Regions from separate parts of the Mus musculus genome. Here region 1 is linked to region 2. Evidence: chromatin contacts called from public promoter capture Hi-C data. All regions are on one chromosome and are shown on one strand. The core of a region is the stretch at or near the end of the contact, and the rest is flanking DNA. Distances in the headings are between cores, read along the strand shown.

Region 1 (5,768 bases), core at 1,766-4,265, 170 kb after region 2:
TGTTCCCCAGCCGTATATGAAATGTATCCATTGCCTTTTTGTCAAAGCCTAGTGAAATTTGGAGATCCTGATTGGAGGGCGAATCGCAAAGCATTGTTGGTTTCCGAGAAAACTTTTTGTTTCTCCTTCCTCCCCAAGGCTTCCGGGCAGAGCTCCGGTTTCAGGTAGAAGGTAAGATGTAACTTCAACACCTCATCCCCCGAGAAGGAACCCCTAAGGTCTTCCTGGCAATGCTCTCAGTTGGCTCAACGAGGTAGTTAATGGGGTCCAGACAAAGCAATAAGTGAAGAAGATGCATTTGTCTAGAGGAGCTGTGTCCACACAGGCTAACTTATTTCACGGGAAAAGCATGTGAGTGGATATGCGTGTTCCTGTATGAAGAGTTCAGAGCTTGTCTTCAGGTATCTTGCTCAATATCCTCCATCTTAATTTTCCTAGGCAGCATCTCTCACTGAGCTAAAAGCTCATTGATCCATACAGCCTGACTGGTCAGCAAGCTCCTGGCTAGGGATCCTGCTGTCTCTGTCTTCCCAGCTCTGGATTAACAGGCACAAATTGCTGCGCACGGCTCTTTAGTTACGTGGATGCTGGGAATCTGATGTGGGTCCTCGTGCTTATGTGACAAGAACTTTACCAAATTTTTGAGCCATCTCCCCAACTCAATCCAAAGTGTTTTTTAAAACCCAGTAAATGAGTTATGAATTGTTGAGCAAATTGGGGGTGGGAGATGGCTTTTCCAAAGGAACAGTACTCTGCTCACTCTCGCCCTCCAATGGGCGTTTCTTGGTACTGCAGTCAGGAGAAGCCTGAAGAGGCTGATAATGCCTCAACCCACATCCTCTTTTTATCTTCAGACTAAATAGCGCCCGTGAGCAACCTCTCCTGAAGGTTTTCTCAACACAGGAGAGGAAATAAAGACGATAGGAGAGTCGGGGTGGCTCAGCCAAGATATTTGTGCCAGAAGAGGAATTCACACCTACATGTCCTATTCTTTGTCCAAAACTCAGATACAGTCCTTGGCATGCAAAGTAATCGCCTCCCCCACTCCTCCCCTGCCCCAGCACCTCAGCAGAGAAACTCAAATCAACAGAGCTATAGATTTTAGACTCTCTGGGATAATCTCAACCACTTGTGACAACACCTCCATAATGGTCAAACGATGGGACTGATTTGTGAACACGCCAGTGTGACAAACCCTTGTCGCAGGTCTGCTGGGCCTGACCTGAGGCTGGGAATGAGGGTAGAGTGAGTAATTACTGTCTGAGGCCTCCACAGTCCAGACAGCAAGGCACCCTAGAATAACAGTTTGTGTGTGCTCTAGTCCTGGGCTGTGCAGGGTTCTGAGATTCAGAGGCCAGGAAGCTGAACCGCGAAGGGAACCATTTAGGATTCAGAACTGTGGCCAGGAGCTTTTCAGAGGAGGAAGAAAGGACAACCGAAGCAAGCTGGGAAACTGGTGACACGGGAGGGAGGGAGCCAGTTTTCTGGGGCCAAGTGGGCATAGCCTAGTTTTGCCAGCTCTACTGGGCCAAATATTTTCTTAGGATAGACCCAAGGTTTCCAAACCCGAGTTTGTATAGTTAGAACCCAGCGATCTAGTTAAAGTTGGCTTATTTTGTTTCCTGACATTAAAAAAAAATAATAAATAATAATAAAAAAGGCTAAACAGCAAAATTCTCACTCAGAGGGCGCCCTCTCTTGGTAGAAGATCACACATAGCCTTCTTTCTAAAAAACATATTTGCCTCTTGTACACTAACACATACACACACACACATCCAGATTAAAATCTACAGTTTGTTTTGGGGTTTTTTTTGAAGGGGGGTGGCTGGAGAGATGGCTTAGTGGTTAAGAGCACCAACTGCTCTTCCAAAGGTCCTGAGTTCAATTCCCAGCAACCACACGGTGGCTCACAACCATCTGTAAAGAGATCTGATGCCCTCTTCTGGTGTGTCTGAAAACAGCTACAATGTGCTCATATAAATAAAATAAATCTTAAAAAAAAAATCTACAGTTGTATCCTTGCATCATCTTAAAAAGATAGCAGCCCTCTAGAGAGATCCCTTCAGTGGGCAGTAGGAGATGAGGGAGAAAATGGCCTAGACTAGAGAACAAGATTCCACAGGCTTCTGATCTGGAGCCTTTGAGCCTCTGTTTATGCAATTAGTGTGAGATGTACTAAAAAACCTAAGTCCCTGCTTCCCTGGACAGTCCTGGGCTTCTAAATTTATGGCTTGCCGTATCTTGGCTGACTATAAAGTGCTTGGTTACTCGGGCCATGTTTGCAGGAGTTGATGACTCTGACTCTAGCAGAGAATCTGCCCCAGGAGAAAAATATTGTTTCTGGCTGTGGCCGCTATAGTCTCTGATTTTCCACAGCGGCCAGAGATAATTGGCCCAAATGATTTCCCCTTTTCCTCCTTCTCACGATTTTCTCACAGTAAAAGGCCTGTTTGGAGACGGTAAATAACTGGCCTGTACCCAGCAGGACTGCAGCGGGCTGCAGAGGTTGCACCCTGACGCCCACTCAAACCCGCAAAGCTCCTGAAGAACAAATATGAAAGATGCGTTTTGGGTACAGCGAGGGATTTTTGAGGACATCTTACTGAAGGGCTTTCATACTTTTTCTAGCTTGCGTTGAAATGGGTTAGATGTATTCAGGATAGGCCAGATGATAAGAGTCCGGAAGTGAGCTTGTGGTGTGGCGGTTTCTTAGGATTTGGAAATTCCCCGCACAGTTTATTCCAGCAAGTGCCTAACACTAGGGAAGACCAGTACAGTAGCTGCGCGGGGAGATTGGACCCGGTTGCGATCGGCTGGAGGTCATATCAAGAAAAGACAACTTACTGTTTCAATTGCTACCCAAAACGTCATTGCTGGCATAAAGAATCGGGGAACTAGGAACATACATTACCATCCAGAACCTGTTATTGTCTATCGTCGGGTTTCCTGCTCCCAAAGGGAAGGAAAAATCCGACCACAATGCTAAGGTTTACCTGGCTTGTGGTCTCCTGATGCCCTCTCCTGGCCAGTATGGCACAGTGCGGCTGTTTGCATGGAGAATAGCGCTGTGTGTGTGGAGCTAGTAAGTGTTAAATGATAGTAAGAGAAAAAGAAAGACCTGGGATAAGAAAGAGGGAAAGAGTCAGGGCCCAGGGACACGGGCTTATAGGACAACACACAAGTCTGAGTCCACAGAGCTTAATATAGTGCAGCTAGAAGGCCAAGAAATGTATAATAAAATACAGCCCTTAGTATTTGCAGATAATAAAGTGGATTCATGAATAAGAGAGCAGGGGAGAAAGGAAAAGAAAGCATGGGAGGGAGGGAGGGAGGGAGGGAGGGAGGGGAGGAGGGAAGCAGGAGCACTGGAGTAACTGCCCCAAACTGCATTTTTCTCCCATCTGTCTTCTGAATAGAAAGATATGGGTGTGCTCATCATCTGAAAGATTTTAATATCATATAAATCCTCCAGATATGTTTTGAAGACTTTATGTTTGAGTCACCAGAAAAGCTAGCCACACACTTCTGTGGAGTCACCAATTCCACATTGTTTTCAAAGATAAAACATCGGTTGTGGTGTGGGTCATTTAGAAAGCTTGCGATGCCTAGATGAAGGAATTTGTAAACTTCAGGCAGAAGCAAGGACCCCTGATGTCCTTGTGTAAGAAGTGCTAATCCAGTTTGTATCACTTGACTTGAAAGTATATCTGTGGCACAGACCATGGGTCACGATGGAACCAACGCTTGTCACGGTCCTCTAAACATGCAAAATGGAGGCTGCTGACTGATGGCTGGGAGATATTTGAAGCTGATTCTCATGTTGCATAGCAAATACTTGCTTCCCTACTAGGTGAGTGGGCTTGCTCGGACTTCCAGATCTCTTAACTGCTGTACAATGTCCTAGTAAACGAAATTGCAATAGCAAACAGACCCCTTCAATCATTTTTTTTTCCATTTACATTGCAGTACCAAGAAAATACTCTTCTTCCATATGGGTACCAGGATTCCATGTTTTGTCTACCTAATGGCTCCAGCCTCCTATGGAGCCTATCCTAGGTCAGAGGAACAGATAAACTCAAAAATGGCATCATCTATCACATCCTTTGGCTGCATCCTGGGCCACACCCAGCTCCAGAGGATGCTAAGAACTGTGATGTAGCTGTGTGCCTAAGAAAATACATCCTGCCAATTAAATTCTTGCCCATGACTACCAAAGCTTCTAGTCACACAGTATTCTTCATTAGCCAAATCCTTTATTCATATATAATCCTTATTATATTGATGTCTATCATGCCACCTCAAAACCACAGCCCTAACAATTATGAATCATGTTGCTTCAAACAAACTGCCAACATGCCACAGCTACATTCCCTTCCACTCATACAGTGGATGATAACAGACCTTATAGTAACATAAAGATAATGTGAACTAACACAGATAATGCACTCAACAAGGTGTCAACTGATGGCGTGACCTTGGGCTAACTTGCCTTTTTCTTTTGCCAAATCGAAGGAGTTGGTTAAATCTCTGTTGGTTTTGCGTTGTGCTTAAAGCATTGCTGGCAGTAGCTCTTTCATTCCCCTCCTAGGATGACTTTAGTCTGTTGTGATGAGGTAACAGGAGCAGAGCAGAAGACTCCCTGGCTCGGGTGTAGCATGCTGGTAGAGTGCTCGTGTAACATCCTTGAGGCCCTGGGTTCCACCTTCACTAGTCCAACGAGCAGGAGGAGGGGAGGAAGCAAGGGGGGGAGGAAAGGAGGTTGGGGAAGGGGGAGAAAGAATATGCACATATAAATTAAGTCATCAAAAGAACAATTTTAATTTTATTAAAAAAAAAAAGTCAGGCTGAGTGTAGAAGCTTGCACCCATAATCCAGAGTAGGAGTGTTACAGGTTCAAGGTCAAGCTGAGGCTACCTAGTGAGAGTAACCTGGACTACAAAGTGAGATTTTTTTTTTGTCTCAAAATAAAAACCATAACAAAATGAAAGGAGGAAGGAAAAGAAGGAAGAAGGAAGGGGAGAGAAAAATGGAAAGCAAACGATTATTCCTAAATTACCTGTGGGTGTGACAGAATTTTCAGAGAAGAAATAACGTAACTTTCTACATAGAAGATAGAATTCGGAGCATAAGGGTGAGAGCAGGCATAGAAAGCTCTACCCAACCATTAGTCACAATGAAACATCAAATAACTGGGAGAAAGCCAAGGAAAAGTTGAGAGACTTTGATGATAACACTTTCTCTATATAGTCTCGACTAGCAATGTGTAACCCTAGAGAGGTGAGCTGCTGCTGGCCAATGACCATGCTAAGAGAGCTCGTTAGCCAATGATGGTGCGCCAAGGGAAGTAGAAGGCAAGGGCCACAGGCACAGGCTCCCTATTCAAACCTTGGCTCTGGTATGTAAAACCACATGACCTCAGCAATGTTCCCAGCCTCCACACCCTGGTTTCCTCATCAGAAAATGAATGACGACATTTCATAGAGTAGAGAGGGTTGGACTACACAACACATGCAAAGTAGTTAGCGGACCCGGTGTGTAGCAAGCCTTCAGCTATCATGCTATTCAATGACAACACAAGTTAGGCCAGTTCCTACTGTAACGGCCCCCAGACGTTAGCATAGCCGATTCTGTGATGGAAGCGCCAATCAGGCCATAAAACTTAGCATGTAGACAGCTCCATCTGCTGCAAAAACAAAGACCCAATCCATCAAAGCCCATAGTTCTGGGAAAGTCTCTAAATGTACTAATGGTGCTTCTTTTGGCTTC
Region 2 (5,772 bases), core at 384-2,883:
AGCACAATTAGCGAAAAGACAAAAGGGCAGCTAGAGGTTCTCTCTGTGCACTGAAGTTTAAGTGGGGCACGGCACAAAGCCATCCTCCAGGCTGATAATTATCGTCAGTGAGTTCCTGTCTCTGACACGGCAGAGGCATACAGTAGAATTTCCTATTGCCAACCTCACAAAGTAGCCCTAACCCCAGAGGACTGTGAAACTATGTAGATCCAGGCTGCGATGTAACCTCACAGACGAAGCTTGGGTGACCTCAGCTGTAGGGAGGCCACCTCTGCACGCCAGAAACGCCATCCACCTTCACACAGTTCCGTCTAATCCAACTTGTTCCACAAATGTCTCGCACTAGGTTATAAACCCTCCAACTGCATCTGTCCTGAACTTCTCTGCCTCTGTGACACAGTTACGCCATTCCTCCATGTCTGCTTCCTTCACCTGTGAAAGCCAAGGCTCCCATAATAGATCAGTATTTGGAATCCTTTGCTATACCAGTCTGATCTTGTGCCAAGGAACTTCTGTTGCCTACAGCAAAGCAACTGATGCCAAACCTCCAGTTTCTCCCACCTGACTAGCTACTTGGTTCCAATGGCTTCTTAAGATGCCTCAAGATGCTTAACAACCAACTACACTCCTCCTCCGGCCTCCATTGCTCTTTCTGCATGAAGTTTCACAACCGAATTATTAAATAGACCTTAAAATTAGATCACACCCACACAGAAGACAGTCACTAAATTGATGGAATTGCTACTGTTACCTCTTGGCCAGCTCTGAACATCCAGTCCATGAGTCTTGTCTCTTTCCTACCTGCCTCAGGACATGGCCCTTCTGTACCCCATACAGAACTGGCACCCATCTGGCAAAAGGAAACATGTTCTCTGCAGACACTGGCATGGTGTAGGAATGAATAGACCAATGTTTCAATTTTCCTAGCAAACAAACGGACTGAAGTTGGGCTAAACTTCCAAACTACTCATTTTCTGTTTTCTATCAGCTGATTGCTGCCAAATGCCTCTCTCTTGTGAATGTAGATAAACACACACTCCTATATGTCCACGGGCACGCCACTCCAGCTCGATCTCGGAAACCCTGTATTGGACCCGTTATACCCACTCCCAGTGAAAGTCCAGATCCTAGACCGGGTGGGTTTCTTTGGCACCTCGCCCCATCTTCAACCACGAGCCGTTAAATACAATTCCCTACTCCCAGGCCGTTTGATTTTTTTTGCAAACGCTGCAGAGTAAAACATAAATTACAACTCAGAAGTCTAGCAACAGGAATGACCTGAGGCTGAGCTCGGACAACCTGCCAGCCGCATAAGATCTACACAGGGTAAAGTAGCTCCAAGGAGCCTAGTCACCCCTGCAGAGCAGTGGAGTACCCTTGGCGAGTCCTAACCAGGGGGCCCAGGCCCCTGACCTCCTCCAGCGGGCAGGTCAGTTGCTACCTGGTCCAGCAGCCGGTAGATGGTTATGCCTGAGGCCTCTACCAGGAGCTGCCAATCGGCCCCGGTCAGCGCCGGTTTCTGGAGTTCAGCACAAGCCTCCCGGAACTGCTCGTCCGAGAAGCAGCATGCGGCCCCCGCCATCCTTCCGCAGCCAGGATACAGCGCCCGGAGCGCAGGTCACTCACTGGCCCTTAGAGAGATCGGGGGCGGGGTCACAAGGTGACCCCAACCTGATTGGCAGGGAAGAGAGAAGGCGGGACTTGGTCGAGGAGGCGGGACGTGGGAGGGCGGGGGTGGGGAGCGGAGGTTAAGAGGGCGGTTCCAGATCTGAAGACAGGCGGGGCTAAGCAAAGGTTAAGAAGAATGCCGAGTTAAAAAATACTAGAAAAAAAGCTGTCGCTTATCTGGAGAAAGAAGGAAGGGCTGAAGAAGTAGGGAAACTTCTGGAAGTAGGGCCAGCACATCCTATACTCACCTCCACACCCTTCAAACCTGCGTGAGATTCCTACCCCCTACCTCTCTGAAGGTGGAAAGGTCTCTGGAAGACATTTGGGGAGAGGGACCGAACACAAATGCTTGAAAGTCTCAGAGGTCAGATGCTAGTTTTATATATATATATAATTTTTTAAAAATGCTCTTCTTTCTGGTATACATTTTGAAACCGTGTTTTGTGAATCAATCCCTTAGAATCAGCAGAAGGGCAAGGAAGTCACAATTAAGAAATCAGATCACAATGGACAAGATTTTTGTGGGTACAAATGATATGAAAGATAAGGTACCTGGATTTCTGCAGCTTGCATAATTTAGGTCTTGCAACTCAAAGATCTTTTTGTTCATTTGAGTCTTACTCAGCCGAAATCTGCAACCCTGGCTTTGAGTAAAGTAGGGAGTTCAAAGATAAGTGCAAACACCACTCAATTGCCAAGACCGCCTGGAAAGCCAAATTGCCTAATCTGTAAAATGGGTCAAAGACTGTGCTGCCTTAAATAGTCGAGGGCCGTAGAATATCCCAGTGCCTACCAAAGTGGTATTTAATGATCATTCCCTCTTGTTTTTCAGGAATAAACTGAAACACAATTTTTTCAATACTAGAAGGGGAAAAAAAGTGGTTAAAAAAAAAAACTATTGAAAGCCAGTTTACAAAAGCCCCACGGTCACATTTGCCAAAAAACAGACAGATCACTGTTTTATTTGCCTCAGCATGGATTTTCTTGTACAGGACAGAAGGAAAGTAAGTTATTCCAAAACACGGGAAAGATTGCTTCAAGACAAATTTCCTTGCAGTTTTAGTGGTAGCCTGTAAGCTTTCTCACAGGTGTAAACTATTACTGAAACAAGCAATCCACTCACACTCATCCAACAAGGAAACCAATGTGGAGGATTGTCAAAGATTGCCAAAGGACCAGTCATGATTGTGTGCTTTCATGGGATCGGAACTTTGTCACCACAGAAATATTGATGGATTAAGAGAGGCCCAAGGGAATGAACAGGACCATAGAAGAAACAAGAGACCAAATTCAAACTGCTTTATTGTACATGTTTAAATATGTTGTCTGTCTGTCTGCCTCTCTCTCTCTCTCTCTCTCTCTCTCTCTCTCTCTCTCACACACACACACACACACACACACACACACACACACACGTTATTTTATTTTTGTCAATACAGAATACAATCATGTTACCAAGCAGGTTTTCTTTCATGCAGGTCCCCCCCACCCACCCACCCACAAAAGAATCTACAATGGCTTTCTTCTGTCCTGTAGGAAAAAGAAATTAATGTTGAGGTGAATAAAATTGTAATTTGTCTGTGCTGTGGCAAATGTGACCTTGGAGCTTTTGTAAACTGGCTTTAAATAGTTGGGTTTTTGTTTTTGTTTTTTTTTTTTGTAAATAAAACAAAACAAAACACCTTTTTTGTTTAAGGCCTGTTATTGACGATTTACATAAATAATCCAACCTGTTTCCTTTATGAGAAAATGTCTCTTTAGGGTGTGTGGGGTGGAAGATCCAGGTCTCACAGTGAAGACCTGACTAGGAACTCATGGAGATATCCCTGCCTTTGCCTCCTGTGTGCTGGAGAGGAGATGCCTTCTTAGATGAACTGACTACGCAGCCACCCAAGCTCCTGGTCTCAGCTGTTGAAACGCTGGATAAGACAGACCAAAAAAAAAATAATAATAATAATTGTAGGCACACAGCTGAGAACAAAGAAGTGCGGGGTAGAGTTCAGAAAAGGGAGACAGAGTGGGAGCCACAGAGAGAGAGGTCCATGGGAAAGGATGTTTCAGAATGGATAGCATCTGCCTTGGCGTTTCCCCATCCCCATACTCCCCACCCCTGGTTCTGCAATCCTGTGTCCGTGGAGGAGCTCCTTTATAAAAGAGGCTGTTGAGCATGACCCCTGTTGAGAATGAACCCTTTCTGTCACCCTATTGACACCTGTCCACATATATCAAATATGTCAGAGGGCATGTCGTAAAGCCAAGGAACAAGTCTTGCTGCTAGTATCAAGTCATAAGGAGTCCTGTCATTCTGTGCTTACCAAAGAATGTCCTCTAGACAGCTTAGTGTGGCAAAGGTGTGACAGACAGGTCCTCTGCTGAATTTAGCATGGATTTTAATCTCTCTCCAGTGTAGGAAGAGCGTGCGTCTCTTTGAGGAGGAGAACTTCCTGTTTTCATCGGAACAACAGAGTTCTTAGCGGATTCAGGCTTTATAAGGGGACTCTGGTCCAGCTCCCCATCTGCTATAGGTAGAGCAGAATCTTCAAGTCACACACAAGCATCAGCAACTCAGCCTGCATCCCTCAGACTTCCTGTCTTCAGGGGCTTGGGGACACCCAAACACAATACTTCTGCCTTTGATGCCTGTGTTGAGAACCACAGGTAATGAGTAGGCACAAAATTCGACTAGGACCATTCAACCTCTGGGTTGTTGCCAGGATCAAAACAGGAGATACTTTCACAACACAGAGTTACCACAGGAGAAAGATGTACAAAACAGAATTAAGAGTCACCTAGGCCTGAGGAAACGGGACCTAGGACATGGTTCAGTGGCAGAGCAGCTGCCTCAGAAGCATGAGGCCCTAGATCTGATCCTTAAAAATAATAACAGTACCCGAGGAAACAGCTCTCCATATGAAGGAATTAGAAGATATACAATTAAAACCAAAAAGGTTCTAATCTTTTGATGAAAGCAGATGATGATGATAACTCCAATGTGAAAACTAGTTGGTGCATTTATAGCAATCCAAAAGGAGTCCCAGGCTGTAATAAAAGAACAGAACACACACACACAGTAGAATTTCTACAAATGGAAAACAGTTATTGAAATGAAAACTTAGCATCATCAAATGGCTGGCTTACTATAATGTAGGAGTGATACAGAAGTGAAGAGGTGACCCTGAGAGAACACCATGAGGAGATAGAGAAACTAAGTGTGAATGTGCCACTCACTAAGGTCCATCTAGCCATGCAGAACTGCCAAGAATTTCTGACTTGAATTCCAGAAGAAGAGAACAGGAAGGTGGGGTGTGGGGTGAGTAGGCGGTGGGGGAGATAGAGAGGAGCGAGGGTGAGAAGGACTCAGGAAGCTGAAACGTAATGAAAATGTTCAACAACACGGAAAACAGCACAAGGTGAGGCAGAGTTCTGTTTAAGAGGTCAATAAGAGATTGATTAACTTGGTGTTGTTTAACTGTGCAGTAAAAACAAGGATATGAACTCCTCAGTGTCAATATAAAAAAAAACCTATGGAAAACAAAAGTGAATATAATATTTAATTATGTATCTCACCTAGAAGCTATTACCAAATGACAGGGAAAGAGGTTCGGCATTATTGGTCCTTCAGACAGTTTGCATTAAAACCAGAGTGAGGTATTACTGTATAGTTATTAGAATGGCTAAAGGCAAAGAATTCATCAGGGCTAGGAAGGAGGCTCCATGGGAAAAGGTGCTTGCTGCAGAGTCTCATGAGCTGAGTTCAAGTCCCAGAACACACAGGATGGAAGGAGGAAGCCGAATTACATAGGTTGTCTTCTGACCTCCACACCTGTGTTAATGGCATTTTTATACCACAAACACACACACACACACAGAGAGAGAGAGAGAGAGAGAGAGAGAGAGAGAGAGAGAGAGAGAGAGAGAGAGAGAGAAATAATAGATAAATGTATTTTTTAAAGAAAAAAGAGAGAATCCCAATAAAAAGTGTTGGCAAAGCTGAGGAGGAGCTAGGTCTCTCTCTCTCTCTCTCTTTCTCTCTCTTTTTTTCTCTCTCCCTTTCTCTCTGTAAGTGTGTGTGTCTGGCTGTCGCTCTCTGTCTCTCACTGTCTC

The links. Promoter capture Hi-C pulls out the DNA fragments that hold promoters and counts their contacts.
Region 1: a contact with region 2 is called in a promoter capture Hi-C map of hippocampal neurons, with 6 times the contacts expected there. The contact joins the enhancer-like site here to the promoter of Pctp in region 2. A contact is called at or near these places in 25 of 39 promoter capture datasets (the 3T3-L1 cell line, 3T3-L1-derived adipocytes, the C10 cell line and 15 more), 2 of 15 datasets of contacts at CTCF or cohesin (CD8 T cells and stem cell-derived epiblast-like cells), 119 of 484 Hi-C or Micro-C datasets (3T3-L1-derived adipocytes, B cells, B-cell progenitors and 76 more), 31 of 115 datasets of contacts at active chromatin or transcription factors (the 230-238 cell line, the HPC-7 cell line, the NIH/3T3 cell line and 23 more) and 5 of 9 other capture datasets (adipose tissue, embryonic tail, liver and 2 more).

What each region holds. Positions count from the first base shown.
Region 1 is chr11:90,167,161-90,172,928 of GRCm38.p6, forward strand. No RefSeq gene overlaps it. Among named protein-coding and RNA genes, the nearest start is that of Gm11494, 26 kb to the left of the region's middle. Within about 2 kb of position 3,016, at least 39 of the 459 cell types and tissues checked have an H3K27ac peak or open chromatin away from gene starts, as enhancers often do. A contact at or near this core is called in adipose tissue, beige adipocytes, cardiac endothelial cells and 8 more, where this site is marked.
Region 2 is chr11:90,001,261-90,007,032 of GRCm38.p6, forward strand. It overlaps Pctp (phosphatidylcholine transfer protein), which reads right to left and starts at 1,634. Exons shown (of 6, transcript NM_008796.3): 1 at 1,442-1,634. The coding sequence starts at 1,582.